Regions from separate parts of the Mus musculus genome. Here region 2 is linked to region 1. A link is a contact called in public Micro-C data. All regions are on one chromosome and are shown on one strand. The core of a region is the stretch at or near the end of the contact, and the rest is flanking DNA. Distances in the headings are between cores, read along the strand shown.

The links. Hi-C and Micro-C count contacts between places; a contact is called where the count stands out from the background.
Region 2: a Micro-C map of embryonic stem cells shows a contact between it and region 1, with 3 times the contacts expected there. The contact joins the promoter of Tbx20 here to the promoter of Dpy19l1 in region 1. A contact is called at or near these places in 1 of 39 promoter capture datasets (neural stem cells), 5 of 484 Hi-C or Micro-C datasets (cardiomyocytes, embryonic fibroblasts and embryonic stem cells) and 3 of 115 datasets of contacts at active chromatin or transcription factors (astrocytes, embryonic stem cells and stem cell-derived neural progenitor cells).

Annotation. Positions count from the first base shown.
Region 1 is chr9:24,499,272-24,506,960 of GRCm38.p6, reverse strand. It overlaps Dpy19l1 (dpy-19-like 1 (C. elegans)), which reads left to right and starts at 3,821. Exons shown (of 23, transcript NM_001359948.1): 1 at 3,821-4,122. The coding sequence starts at 3,831. It overlaps LOC115487153 (a long non-coding RNA gene), which reads left to right and starts at 4,428. Exons shown (of 2, transcript XR_003948106.1): 1 at 4,428-7,689.
Region 2 is chr9:24,771,277-24,778,965 of GRCm38.p6, reverse strand. Tbx20 (T-box 20) reads left to right here and starts at 4,663. Exons shown (of 8, transcript NM_194263.2): 1 at 4,663-5,247. The coding sequence starts at 5,121. It overlaps Gm29824 (a long non-coding RNA gene), which reads right to left and starts at 3,242. Exons shown (of 3, transcript XR_870586.1): 1 at 3,015-3,242; 2 at 2,496-2,611.

The DNA of each region.
Region 1 (7,689 bases), core at 2,572-5,071:
GGGCAGGAATATTTTAAGTTACAAGGTCAGAATCAAGAAAGGCACAAGATAAAAAAAATATAAAAAGCAATAAAGTAGCAATTTATATATTTTCTCCCCACTTTAGAGATACATTAAAGCAAATACAATGACAGGCTAATGTTGGAGCTTTGCCTGAAGCCAGTTGCTACACAGATAGATCTTTTGTACCAATTTAAGTTTCAGTGAAGTGACAGGATTATTCTGGTTCCTGTCTTGGTAGAAGCAGCTGTTGAGCCAGGAAACCAGAATCTGGAACTAACTTTAGGGCACTTCTTTAAAATAGAGCTCAAATGATCTTGCTGAAGAGAATAAAAATTAGCACCAGAGACTCCACATTTGTCTGTTACCTATGAATAGGAAAACAGTGGGGTGGAGGGAGGAAAAGGCATTTGAAAGATCCAAAATAGAGCCTTAAATGATAACACAGAGGAGGCCAATTCCTAGCACGCCCCCCGCCCCCTCCCGCTTACTTTCTTCATTACTCATTACTAAGTTTTACCTTTCTGGATTACTTGTCTTGCTTTACGATTTAATACTTTTAATCTTCATTCTATGTCTACTTCATCTTTATATCATCTACCACTTATTCTTATAGGTGCACACAAAGTGTCTTCAACACATCCATGGGCAAAGTATAGTTTTATAGTGAGAATTGGATTGGTGTTTTGTTCAGGAATCAGCCTTGGAACATTTCTTGAGTAGTAGTAGTTCTTTTTGATTCCTGGCTTAGATTCTTTGTCTCAGGCTAGTATTCTATAGCATCGCAGTAGGAATTATCTTTCTGGTATACCATTAAAGCATAGAAAGCATACTAAATTTAAAGTCATATATGCCAATACTTAATTTAAAGTCATTGTAGCCTTGTCTTAATTCATGTGAGTGTGCACATATAACTTTTTAAAGATTTATTTCATTTGTATGAGTACATGGTCACTGTCTTTGGACACACCAGAAGAGGGCATCAGATTCCATTACAAAAGGATGTGAGCCACCATATCGTTGCTGGGAATTGAACTAAGGATCTGTGGAGGGGCAGTCAGTGCTCTTAACCTCTGAGCCATCTCTTTAGCCCAACATAATTTTTTATTAATTAAGAAGTAGCTTTTAGTTTGTCAGTTTTTAAAAAAATATCAATCACTATGTGGTAGGCACTGGTCTAATAATACAGAGACAAATAAACTGTATTCCAGATCTTCTAGAGTTTTAAAGGTTAAATCAAGTCTGGCATATTCTCTAAAGACTCCATTTTCAGTTCTACCACTTCCCAGAGCAAAACATCCTCCCTCTGAGGAGCAGGGCACCAGGAGTGGCCTGCTATTGTATCTAGGCTTAGTGATTCATGAAATGGATATTACTTTGTAAAGCACCTGTTGGAAGCAGGGTCAGTGAGTGATTCAGGTCAGATCTGAGAAACCTGACACCCAAGGAGTCGAGGACCATTAAAGTCTAGGGTGGCTCTTGATTTCCTGCCTCCGCTTGTGAGCCATCTCTTGGCTCAATTCTAAATAAAAATTCTTCTTATCCCAGAGAGGGGGAAACGGAGATTCAAAAGGTGAAGGGTGTGAAGAGGAGAGTCGTGCCAGGCATCAGAGCAGGGATTCCAACCTGGGTCTAGAAGAAACAAAAAATGAAACCAAAAAACAAAACCCAAAACTCAAACCAAGCACCATCCCCCTACCCCCACAGTTCACACTTCCCTTACTTGAGGTTTCCTGAGGGTGCATCACAGGAGAGGAATTAAGATCTACCGGGTCTGCCCCACCCATAAGTAGTCCTTTTCTAAGTCAACTGAGCAAATTTTCAGCCATGTTCTGAGCTTGGGTCAAAGCTGCAGCTAAAGATGACTACTAGAGAGATTTGGTTTCTTCCAGAAACTCAGGTCATGTGGAGAATGTTCAAGAGCTAGGAACATCATGTTTGATTATGCTGTTTCCTGTACTCATCCATTCATTTACTGAACAAGAAAATCATCTAACAGAATTGTACCAATTAATCAGTCGCCCCTCCCCCACCACAAGTTTTCCCCCACAGAGCCCAGAAAGCACTAGGAAACTTTTTTCTTTTTGTACACACTTTTAATTTTTCTCATACAGTATATTTTGATCATTTTTCCTCTCCCTAATTTTTCCCAGAACCTCCCTATCATTCAACTTCTTACCTCCCAAATCTTTTTAAAATACCACTCAAAAGCACAAAAATGAAACCTGGAACAAGCAAAAGATCAGTACAACAACAACAAAAATGTCAAAGTAAAACAAAAACTCCACAAACAACATAACCACAGAGTTCGTTTTTTTGTGTGTTAGCCAACTACTGGTGGGCCCAAGGACTGCCCTGGATTGTGGGTGATATAACCAGTGACACTCCATGGAAAAACTGATTGGGAAGCATGCCCCACATCTCAGGGACAAGCAATCCAATACTGTAGCTCCGTGTGTCTTCTAATTAATAAGTATGCTAGTGATGAAATTACTGTTATTGTCTTTGGCAGACACTGAAGTAAATTTCTTTTAATCTGGTAGGTTATAAATTTAGTATCAACCCTAGAAATAACACTCTATCAACCTGATACCTTATTTCACAATATAAGCCCCTGTATGACACTGTCAATCATTTTTTTAAATAGAGGTGTCTTAAACAGTTGTTCCTTGTTTTCAATACATAACTTAATAATCAAACTCAGGAAACTTACAAAGTGTAATATAGCGGTGAGTCCTTTAACAAAATCCATTCTTTGTGCCTGAGTTAATGAATGCTCATATTAATAAAGTCGTGAGCAATAGAAGCCAGAGCCTCCTGAAACCCCTGTAATTACTGTGGAGAAAAGTGAAACGATGTGCCTTGATTTCCAGCATCCAGACTTTTTGGAACAAGCTCATTTGGACAGGAGCCAAGAAATAAGTCTCGCTGCTGCAATTCTCCAAGGCTTTGTGCAAATAGCAATGGGCTGGAGGCAAGGAAGGTTAACTTGGAACATATTCTTTTTTTTTTTTTTTCTTTTTTCTTTCCCTGGGCTTCTTCATTAACTCCTACATCCTGCTATGAGAAAATTCGTTTTCAAGTGTCACATCTTTTAGCCGGTTTCCATACTTTCAGTATACATGAGGTAAAAGTAACACGTGGATAACCTTCCCTGACAGGCCCTTTTCATTTATGACTTGAGTTTGGGTTCCTACCCAGGCCTTCAGATTACATCCTCGCTCCGACCTACCGGACACTTATTTGAATACTCGGTCCACTCCCTGCTTCTCATCCTTGAACCAGAAACCTGGCTGTTCTGAGTGGCGAGGTCACACTTTTACCCCGTTAGTTTCTTGCACAAGCCTAATGCACAGAAACCCCGGAGTGTACCCACGGCGCCGTTCCGTGGCCACTAGGTTCCCGCCCCGCGCCACGCCGCCTCACAGCCAGATCCCCGGTTCCCGAGGGCGCACTGCCGCTTCCGGGAGGTCGTCCACGCTACTCCCCTGGCCGCCGGTCCCGCCCCGCTGGTAGCCCGCGCGTGCGCGCTTGGCCGCTGGAGCGCGCCCGGGCGCGCGCGCCGGAGGGGCGGGGCCGCGCCGCTCGCAGTTTGTCCCCGCCTCCGCCCCGCGGCGTTCCGTTGTCGCCCTGGCAACCCGAGAGCGGCAACGGCGGAGGCGCGGGAGTCCGGCGCCGCCTCTCGGCCGCCACGCGGTAGGCAGCGGCCACACGGCCCGCGCTGTCCCCGCCTCCCGGCCCGCCCTCGCCGGCCAGAGTGAGCGACCGCCAGTCCGCGGATCCCGGCCGCCGTCCGGGCGCGCGCAGCTAGCGGGCGCGACTATGCCAAGATGGTCCTGCAGGCGCGGAGCAAGCACCGGGACGCGGCTCCCAGGCCGCCCCGGTCGGCCCGCTCGTCGCCGCCGCCACTGAGCGGGGCATCCGAGGTGGACGCCGGGGAGCTGGGGTCGGAGCGCACGCCGCCGTCGCCGGGGCGCAGGGGCGCGGCGGGCAGGAAGGGACCCCGCGCAGGGACCGCCGCGCCCGCCCCGGACGGCCTCGCGGGCCGCCTGGCGGCCGGGCTGCACTGGGCGCTGGGCCTGCGGCGCGGGCGCGGCCGGACCTGGAGCACGCTGCTGCTAGGTGAGCCAGTTAGCAGCCCTCTCTGACTTTTCCCGGGACGCTCCTGCCTCCTCCCTACTCCTCCCCGCTCCTTCCGGGGCTCAGCTCCACACATCCTCTGCCCCGCGGTCCGCCCGGGCTTTTAAAAACATGGCCCCGAGATCAACAGCTGCTCGGCTGGCCGCGGGCGGGCTGGTCCGCGCCGAGGAGACTGGATTCTGCCTGCATCCACAGTCCACTCTTTACCCCTGGCCCAGCCGCTACTTCGGAGGATGGTTTGCTTGGTGATGCGAGCGATTCCTGGAGCTCGAAATACCCAGGTTTCCTGACTTAGAAAGTTGCCAAACTTATAATTAAATTTTAGCGTGCTTTTTCCCTTCTTGGCCGCAAACACTGAGGGTGGCACTTCGTGGTTCTGTCACTTTTCAGGCTGCGTCGTGTTTTGGATGCCCAAGCTTTAACCTTGCCTGCTGGCATCTCTTTACCTTCTTCCATGCACCAAATGGATGGGATGTAACTTGTGCCTAGAAGAAATAAAGTTGAGGCATTTACGTGTGGACTATCTTCTGGGTTCGTTTTCTGTGACTTTGTCGGATAAGGCAAGTTTATAGAAGTTGGATTAATAGGCCTAATTTTAACAAGCCCTTCATAAGGATTCTGTGATATTTTTGCCACGATGGGATTTAGTTGTTGAATTATGTAGTGATATTTTCTTACTATCTTTTCCCTGTTGCTTAATGACCTCTAAGAGTTTGGGGTGCTTGAAGTTTGGGGTTTAGACAGACAATACAGCAAAATCAGCCTTCCTGTGGGGCCAGCCTCTTCTGCAGCTGTATAGTTATTGAAAGCCAGTCATGGCTGTGTGTTTGTGGGTTCAAGAAGGCTGGCATCGTTACTAGGATTTTTTTTTTTTAAATACTTGGGTCAAGATTTGGCAAATTCATTATTTTCATCATTCCCTCCTTCAGCAGCTAGCTTGAGAACATGGCAAGTGTACAGGTTAAATCCACCTTGGGGAGGCAGCGTGGTACAGTGGCTGAGGTTGAAGGCACTCAGCACTGGTGCAGAGTGCTTGATTTTGGTTTAAGTCTCACTTTGAGGGCCTTCCTTCTGTGTTATATGGAGTTATCCCATGCCCTGCTTACCCAGGGATGTCCTGAAGAGCAATACCAACTCCTTGGGTGATGCATGTTTGTACCCAAAGCATTTTACAGCATCAGTTCCTATGTAAAAGCAAATGCATAATCCTGATTTCTGATCCCACGGCAGAAGAAAGCTCCAGCGTTTGTGAACGGCTAGTACAAACAGCAACTGTAGTAGAGTAAGGGATGACACTGTTTATTTTAGGGAGAGACAATAATAGATTTTAAAGGGTCCTGTTCTTTTCATGTTTTGTGGTACAGTTCCTTTGGGTTTGCTTATACTGGATGGCTTATATTTGGGTTTACTAATGCCCTTGCAGAAATACTGTTTTGTTCAATGCAGGTGGGCAGCATTTCTCTTGACTTGCTCTTTTTGACTTTGTGAGTGGAAGTACAGTGAATGTGGCAGGCCGTAGTCTTAGGTGTACCCTGGATAGAGGTCACCAAGGGTGGGAGTTAGGAGGAACACCACAGTCTCTGTCTTCTCGCTTGGCCATCTGCTGTGAGACCACACAGCACCTGGAGAGAATGAAGGCTCTGCTGAAGGATCAGGATCTGGTGTCCTTGGGTCAGTTCTGGCCCTGTACTCTCAAGGCCGGTATCCATAGTGATTTCTTTTGTACCACCATGTTGTGGAAGCTCAGAAAGCCACTGACCCTGCAGAGGGTCAGCAATTTCCATGTTTTTGTAGGCTGTGTAACTAACTACATTTCCTCCGATTGATTTCATCCCCCGGTGTGTGTGAGAGTTGCATCTCAGGGTGGAACTTTTAAAATAACTCCTTGGTCTTAACATGGTGAGAGGTTTTGCTAGTCACTTGTTGCTTGAATTACTTATAGCTGCTCAACTCTAAAAACTACATATTAAGCTGTGATAAAATGGCTTTATTCGTATTTTATAATAAATTTCCTAACTTGGAGTGCCATTACAGCAGCACATGTTAGAACTGGTTAGAGCTTTTCTTCATGTGTGCTGGGCACTGATAAGTCACTTGCCAATGTAGCTCTTCCATTGTTGGGCAGTGATGAGCATTACCTGTTTTAATAAGTACGTTTGATTTTCTTATATGTGAACATTGCTACTTACTTAATGGTGATGATTAAAGAGGCTCAAATTGTTTATTTTTAGTAGTTTCAGTTCACTTGCTCCCAGCTACAGGAGACAGTGGCGGAAGAAGAACCTTGAAAATGTTTTTCAAACTTTCCTGACCACAGAAAATAATATACATTGCCTCTAACCTGCTCCCACCATAGGAAGCTCATCTTAGCCCATAGATATGTCTGTATAGATTTCTGTGTTGAGGCAAGAAGCACTAATAATTGAGCTATCTTCAGAGGTAAGAACAAGGTTGAGAAACCTACAAAGGGTGTTAAGGCCGTGGACAGTAAGGCTCTACTACTGGAGAAGAGTGAGGTGTGGAGAACTGGCTCTGTCAAGATGTGTGCTCAGCTGCGCTTGAGGGAGCCCAAGAGGAGTTACACAGCCTTTCCACACTCTGGTCTCCTGCTTGTAGTGACCTTGGAGGCTACTGAAACAGGCTGTAGAGTCAACCTCCTGGGACTGGGGTCAAGGCCAAGAAATGATAGACAGTTATCAGCATGGTTCCAGTTCATATTGTCTTTCAATAAGTTCTTTTTTCTTCTTTCCCTCTGTGCTGGTTAATTTTAGCTGTCAATTTGACACTGCTTTAGAATTACCTGGGAAGAGAGTCATAGGGACTATCTATCTCTTGGCCAGTAGGAGGTTGTCTTTACTGTTGACTGAGGGAAGAAGACCCAGGCAGTTGTTTGCTGTGCCATTCCACTCCCTAGGCAGGGAGAGAGGAGGAAGCTGGGTGAGAACAAGTAAGCGAAGATGAATGCCTTGCTTCTGTTCTCTGTGCTCCTCTGTGAGTGTGATGCCCTTGCTCTTAGCTGCCTTCCCCGCAGTAATGGGCTGTAACCTGGGATTTCAAGCCAAGGGAACCGTCCCCTCTCCCGTGTTGCTTTTTGTCAGGATATTTCACAACAGCAAGAGAAATGAAACTAGGACTTCTGTACAGGCCATGCCTCTCTTCCCATGCCTGCTTCAAATTTGTTGGGCTTCCGAGCCAAGAATTTAGCCTTTTAACATTTAGTTTAGAAAATGTGTAAGATGAGAGATTTGCATTAGGCCAGCATTTCTTAACCTGAGCTGTATACTGGAGCTATCTGAACCCTTAAAATGAACCACATATCAGATGACTTAATTGTGTATCTAGGGGTGTGAATATGGCAATGGGGGAAGTGTTGTAATAGGTTTTTTTTCCCGCCCCCCGTAATAGTGCTTAGTTTTTGGTGCTGGGAATTGACTTTGGGGCTTCATGCATGTTAAGTAAGTCCTGTATCTCTGAGCTTTTTGAAGCACATGAGTATCCCTGGGAAATGGAATTTTCATGGCTGAAGTCTACTGAAACTGTATACCCCAA
Region 2 (7,689 bases), core at 3,414-5,913, 270 kb before region 1:
CTGATTGGAGTTTAACCGGGCAGCATCTCCCAAACTGGCCATACTTGACAGGAAAATGGCGCCATAAGGCAGACGTGGCTGCTCTCCTGTATATGCACTTTGAATTTGTTTCATTTTAAACGCCCAAGAAACCGCACTTCTGGAAGGACCCTTTGGCTGATTATGGAGACAGCTATCCACACAGGCCCTATGCACATCCTCCCGCACCGCGAGAGAATTTGTCCAGCTGGATTTTCACCAAAGGCCCAAGTGGACTGAGCCTGTGTCTGTTCCCCACTACCTGCTGAGGGGCTGCTCTAAGAGTGGACACTGTGGATGCAGGCGCGACTCTTCCAAACGCTGCACATTTGCGTTCAGTCCTGACTACCGCTTATTGTCAACATAATTTCGATCAAATTCTTAACCTTCCTGATAAGCTTTGGGCTGAGTGAGACTCCCAAATTTAGAAGTGACCCAACCTCAGCAATCAAGCAAATATTTTAATGTGATTTTAAAAATCGAAATGTTTGAAATTCTTGACTTTTAAAGAGTAGTCTGCTTTCATAGCCGGTGGTTTGGTTTGGTGCGGGGAAGTGATACACTTCAAAGAAAACAGAGAGTAGGAAACGAAGATGCAGGGGTGGAGTGAACATGAGACGTCAAGGCCACAGGTCCAAAGACGCTGTGGAATGGGGCCAGGCCAACACTCTGGCAAGCGGAGGACTGGTCCCAAGAGGACATGGAAGCTACAGTCTCCTCAGCTGCTGCCTCTAGAGCCTGCAGCTTAGGAAATATTCCGCAGCCTTTAGTGCCTGCTCTCCAGATCACGTGGGCACTGAAGATGGACAGCAACTGCCTAATGTCCGCGCTACGCCCCTCTCCTCCCAGCCTTGACTGGGCTGGAATGTGAGACCCCAGGTGCGCGTTCTCTCAGCTTCCGGATGGTGACACGTAGGAAGCTGTCTTTGCTTTGGCCTTAGAAAGGGAGCTGGGTAAAGAAGCCCAGCGCCTTAGAGCTACCAAGGTCCCCTGCAGATCTGGATGTTTAGGACCACAGCCTGCTGCGTTTGCTGGGACCCACATCCTTGCTTCCCACAAACCGCGTGTGTTCGAAAATACCTAACGTTTCCGTGGAACTTCTCGCAATTCTCAGTCTGATTTCGCGCGGAACCTTCCTTATCCAGCACCAGGCAGCGCAATGCTCCCGCGTTCCAAGGAACGCTCCTCGGGGGGTCTTTTAGGGATGTGGCCGCCTTGCTCCCCGCACTGTTTGGGGCGTCTCTCCTCCTTTGCAAACCAAATTTACTGATCTAAAGGCTTGGTGGCCTTTACTTTTAAAGTGTCTACCCGGAAGAACGGGAAGATCGGGATAGGACTTAGGGCCATTATAGGAAGTAGTTGCCTGATTACTGTGAAGCTGATGTCCCTGTTGCCCTTGACTTCTGTCTCCCAAGCTCAGCTGCGCGATGGTGCCCTCTGCTTGGTACCTGGCCCAGCGCCCAGGCGCAGCTCTCACCCTCCGCGCCTGCGGACGGCCAGCTAGATTTTTACGGGATCTGTCCCTATAGCTCCCGGCAAAGCGTCCAGAGAGCATTCGTTAACTCTGGAACCTAGGCTGAAAGCGGCTCGCTGATTACTTCCTAGACAGTTTGAGGGAGTTGTCTTAAGTTCCTGAGCTCAGGGGGACTGCAAAAGAGAATTTTCTAATGCGCGTGCCTTATATTAGGGGACATTGCCCAGACCTTCCAGACAGTATCGAAATCTTAAATGGCTCTGCTAGCTCTGAAGTTTAGCTGTCTTTGGCAGTCCAAGCGCCTCTACGTGGTCTCAATCTTCGGTGTATAGTCCAGAACAATCTGATATCTCTGTGGTCAAGAATATGCAGCTCAAATTCAAATAATTAAATAGCTGCATCGCTTTGCTCCTGTGGAGTCATCGTCGTTACTTACGGTTGGGTGCTTTACACACACTGCACATTTTTAAATTCACAAAGCCATCTATCATATAGCAATAAAGTATCAGTCCCATTTTAAAAGTAGATGATGAGACCAAAGCTTGGAGAGGTTTAGGAAGCCCACATAGCCACAGTGCTAACAAGTGTTAAAAGTCAAGACTCAAAGCTTTCCTCAAGTCCAAAGCCGTTTCCAGTGTCTGAAAGCAGCCTGAACACACAAGCCTGTCAGCAGCCCAGGCGGGGTTGAGGGAAGTGTTAACGTGATTGCTTTGTTCTAGCTCCACGGGGGTTTTATGCATTAACCCTTGCTCCCGGACGGTTTTGAAAGGACCTCAGGACTAGTTACCCTCAGCTTCCCTAGGCAGGAGGTTTAGATTACCCTGAGGCGATTCCTCTCTGTCAGCACTAGCTACAGGTCCTATAGCAACACATTGATTCATATAGGCATTGGATCTAAGAGGAGAGCAGCTTACCAGTATAATAAGCCTGTAGTAATGTTTGGCTGTGATGATCGTTTCAACGCCAACAAGATGCATAGCTTAGGGACACCCAAGTGACTCACCTCTGGCCTATGGCTTTGTTTAAGTGTTCATTTCAATTCCTTCAGCTTGCTGTCTCCTCCCACTTGCGCAGTCTCTTCTGCTTTTGAGTGATTTTCTGCCCACAAACATCCTAGAACTGGGACACAGTGGCACTTGTAGGAAAAGGGAAAGCAAGTTCAGCAATTCTGCTTTCCTGTGCTCAGTCTGCTTCTCTGAAACTGATGTATCTTTCAGGATGCCATTCCAACAATCTAAGCTGCTAAGGTAGTAAAGACAGTACCTCCCCTTATAAGATGGAATAATAGTTTTATTAATTAGGGTGTAACAACACAGTGAGCTATTGAAAACTAGATCCAACCAACAAAATCTACATTAGTTGAAACATTATATCAAGGTCTAAGTAAACCTCTCTCTCCCAAATTAAAAAAACAAAAACAAAAACTCTCTTCTTCAAATAAATCCATCTTCCTTGACAAACTCTAAAAAAATCAGACAAGAAGCAAACCAATGGGAACCTTACAATAAAAAGAAAACACTACCTTGATTGAGACATTGTATCTAAGGCCAGGAGAGATGGATGAGCAGCTAAAAGCATTTGCTCCTCTTTAGAGATCTGGAGGACTTCACTCCCTAGCACCCACACAGAGGGCTCACAACAGCCTGTAATCCCAGCTCCAGGAGATCTGATACTCTCTACTGACTTGCACACACTTATGAGTCCAGAGATTCCTGACCTGTGGGGAGGAGAGGGGAATGACTGGGACATGGTTGGAGGATGGGGGAGACTTGCAAAAAAGAGACACTGCTCTGCCAACTTGTCACCTTCGATCTTTTCAAAGTAGTTGGTCCAGACAAGGAAAAAAAAAAAAAACCTTCTAGTATGAAAAGTCTGCAGTTTTACTAATTTCTAATTTCCCTCAACATTGACACATTACAACCCAAATGCTGAAACGAGCAAACATAGACAGGATGGCCAGGCCAGTCTAAATCAGAACTTCCTCAGATGCCAACATTCTGTTTACACGGGATGTTCTTCATAGTTATTCTGGCTCTCGATTTCGCCCATAACTATGTTTCGGGAGCTGTGAAGAGGATGCAATGGGAGACAGGGTATGTCTTTCTTTTTATGTTCTTCACCCCACCCCTCCCCTACCCCCTTAAGACCTACCAAGAGGTTCCTAATCGCCAGATCAACTGGCTGGAAAGGAGAGCAAATATTTACAAGTATAGCTTGAGTGTGTGTGTCCTCTAGAGTTTACATGGTTGAGAGTGAAGCGGATTACCCCGCGAATTTGGAGAATTCGAATTATTTAGACTGAGCAAGGCCAACAGGACTCCCTCCACAAGGCTGTGGGAAGTCCTTAGCCCAGTCTGCGTCTGCAAGGCAGATAGATGGTTCCGTGTGGGGGGGGGGCGGGGGAGGAGCCAGAAAGTCACTATGCATCGCATGGTCCCCTTAGAGCTCCAAGTCCTGACCCCCCCTCCTTGCTTCAGGCCACTTCCCTACTTTCAGAGTCTCCAGAATAGAAAACCCAGACTAGAAGGGAAACAAACCACCACACAGCAGAAAGCCAGGTTCGCCAAAAACAAAATCAACAAAAACAAACAAAAAATCAAAACAAAGTATCCTTCCTACAGGCACCCTGCAGCTCAGCATTCTTTCCCAGAGCCCTGCCTCTCCAGCTCTCTGTGAAAAGAGACATAACTTGGGGACTGTCAAGTAGGGGACCTAGCACTAGGCACTGTGCTGCGTCACCAGGTTAATGCCGCTCAGCGATGAGGAATTTGCTCTACTGGGCCCTTCTCAACTATTTGGGAGCTCCAGTAGGAAAGGTAGAAAATGCGGAACTCAGTAGGACTTCCTTTGGTGACATTCAGTCCAGAGCAACGCAAATGCCTGTTTCTGGGTAGCAGTGAAAGTGCCTCTCTAGACAGCGCATGCTTCCCTCCTGCGGGATCTGAGACTCTGGGCGGAGGCGGTCCGGCTAGCTCCGCCACCCTGTTCACTGTGCGTCTTCTCCGGCTCTCCACCGGGAGCGCAGAGGCAGGAGGGCGCAGTGCCCTAGGCGCTCTCTCCCTGCGCCGCTCGGCCCCGCCCCACTCCGCACAGTCTGGAAGCAGTGACGTGAGACCACGCTGACTGGCTGCTGCCCGCAGGGATGGCCACCGCCAGCAAATTAAGGCGCGAGGCAGCAGGCGCCTAGGCACAGTTTAGGTCGCGCCTTGCTGCGCTCTGCAGAGAGGAGATCCGACTCCCTGGTTTCCGCACCCTCTAGAGTCCCACGCCGATCGTCACCTCCTCGGACTTGGGCCACTCAGCGGACCCAAGGAGGGAAGGGAGGGAGAACTCGGCGTGGGTGCTGGGGACCCCGCGTTTTGCGCAGTGGGCTTACAGTTTTGAGTTCCCGGCTGGTCCCCACCCTGCTTTCCTGCTGGTTCGAAGTCTCTGCGGCTCCCCTGCTTTGCTCTAGTGGACTGGAGAGGCCATCAAAACCTGGGAACGGACGCTTCGGGGGGGTCCCCAGTTCCGCTTTGCTTGCTCTCTGGAACTTTGAGCTGCAGTTTCGGGTCTTTGTCTCCCTTTGGGGAAGCTGGACTGTGGTTTGTCAGTCCAGGTTCCTGAGCAGGACCGCACGCTGGGAACCATGGAGTTCACGGCGTCGCCCAAGCCCCAGCTCTCCTCTCGAGCCAATGCCTTCTCCATCGCCGCGCTTATGTCCAGCGGCGGCCCCAAGGAGAAGGAGGCAGCAGAGAACACCATCAAACCCCTGGGTAAGTCGGGGTACTAGGCAGTCAGTATGGGCCCTGCTAATCTGTTTCCCGGGTGCGGGCAGTTTGCTCCGCGGGAAGCAAAGGTGGCTTTTTCTACCGTCTGGATCTACTGCTAAGTCTCAGAGTATGGACCAGAATTCGGTCCTGGGAGAAAGACTTTTTTTTTTTCTTTTCCTCTCAAGTTTTCTTTGGAGGCTTCACCATCAATTAAAGGTAGTGAATTCTCACTACCGGCTTGTGTTTGTATTCGCTTTCCCCAGTTTCTTGGAATCTCGACATCACTTAGATAGTATGAATGCTGTACAAATTTGTTTGTTTGAATGAAAACAAATTCAAGGACAAGTAAGGGTTAAGATTCGGGATCCACGGTGGTATATAACACCCAAGCCTGCGCTTGGAATCAAAGACTCTGAGACTTCACAAGAAGCCAGTTTAATTTTTCTATCACAATTAACAGTCTTAATATGTCTGAAAAGGACTATAAAATAGGCCGGTTTTTCCACGCAAGAGCCGGCTTTTTTTTTTTTTTTTTTTTTTGGTCAGGAACCCCCATTTTATACTTGCGATTTTCAATTGAGACTGGCAAGGCCTCCCCAAATTCCTCGAAATTTAACACTGTCTCTATAAAAACTGTTTTCTTTACAGAGGAAACTAGGCACAGATTAAAGAGAGATGAGCGGTGAGGGTGTCTTGAGCACACGAGAGTTGTATAAAAGCAACTGCTCAGGATAGGGGTTCTGAAAACCCTTACAACCCAGGGAAAATGAGTTGCTATTCTAAGGGCCTTGGTAATAATTATCGCACACCCTAATCGCCGACTATCAGAAATCAAGTAGCTAAGTTAAGACAGTTGAAAAAAGTCATCACTTTTTTCTTTTTCGCTATCCCTTCCCAACTCTAATACATTTCACATCCAAGATAAACACTAGAGAAGAAAGGGGCTTGGGAAACTAAGGAGTTTACACAGTGACAGGAGATTACTAAAGTCCAAAACAACAGTGGTACCAAGGAGATGTAAGACAGGGAAATGAGTGTGAATAAGAACTCCTAACTTCCACCTAAGTCAAGATCTGCGAAGGCAATGTGAGCAAGCCAACAAATCCTGATTATTTAGAGAGAGCATTGGCTACTACTGTCCAAGTTGGACCTGCTGAGGCTTCCGATCATTATCCTTGTACTTAGGGAATTTAATACCCCCATCTCATTTTGGTACCCAGTAGGAAAAGAAGATCTCAGGTCAAAATTCCTGACAAACATGTGAGCAGTGGTCTGGAAGCTTGCCAGCTCCACTACTCTCATTTCTGTATCAGTTCTTTAACTAGTTTTCTAAATAAAACAGAATAAAACAAAGCAACAACAAAAAATGTTCTTCAATCAAAATTACAAATTTTAAATGCTAAGCCAATCCTAGCTCTCACCCCGGTTACCCCCTCCAGTCTCTGAAAGGAGTCTGGTCACCTGTTTGGAGAACAACTCTTGTCCATTTTATTCTTATCCCTTACACTCACCAGCCCAACAGAACAAATTACTTAATGTCTAAATCAAGACTCAGAAACTGAAACACCCAAAGGTTCTTTTAGGAGATAGAAGGTTGTTTCATTGGGGAAAAAGATGTCTGCAGATGGTGGATTTCCAATGTGTCACTCAAGTATATTAGCTCTACTCCAGTAACCTCCTGGGCAGTTCTTTCTTGTTGTCCTTCTCTATTTCTGTGGTGCTCTGGCCAGGTGGCACTTACAGGGCTTGCCTGTCAGTTGTTGGAAAATAAGAGAAAATTAGATGGTGTCCCAATTCCCTATAAAGATGTGGTGTATATTCACTTCCAAAAGTGTTTCAGGATGTTGGTACTTTCTGGGTTCCTTTGATTTTGAAACAACCTGCATGATAATTCACTTGATAATACTTAATTCACTCACGTCTATTTTCCGTTAGCCTCACATTAAGAAGCATGAGAGATAGGAACCATTTCATCGCACAAACTCAAGCACACACCACACACATGTGCGTACACACAACTGGCACTGGTTGGCATTCAGGAGAGCAGTTAGAACATGCTGGTTTGATGGTAGGGGGTTTGAAGTAATTTCTTTTTTAAGAGATGAAAGATAATTGGCAGAGGAAAACAAATTCAATCAAACAAACACCCTGTATTGCCCCAAAGTTAGTGTCCAGTCCCTTATCTGCTGAGCCAGAAAATGTCTGACTCATAGGCAGTGATATTTCAATCTACTGGTGATTGGCAAAACCTTTTCCTCTTTCAATTCCTGCTATCTGGAGTTGAAGTTGTTTCTCTCACTTCCAGGGCTATTTGGAAGAAAAGCAGTTGCATACATAATCGCTCTACTAATCTATCCCTATCTTAAAAAAAAATCTGTTCGAGTCCACCCCTGTGATTTAGCATGCTGGGTGCTGGTATTTTTCTAGTGCTACCCTCTGCAGCTG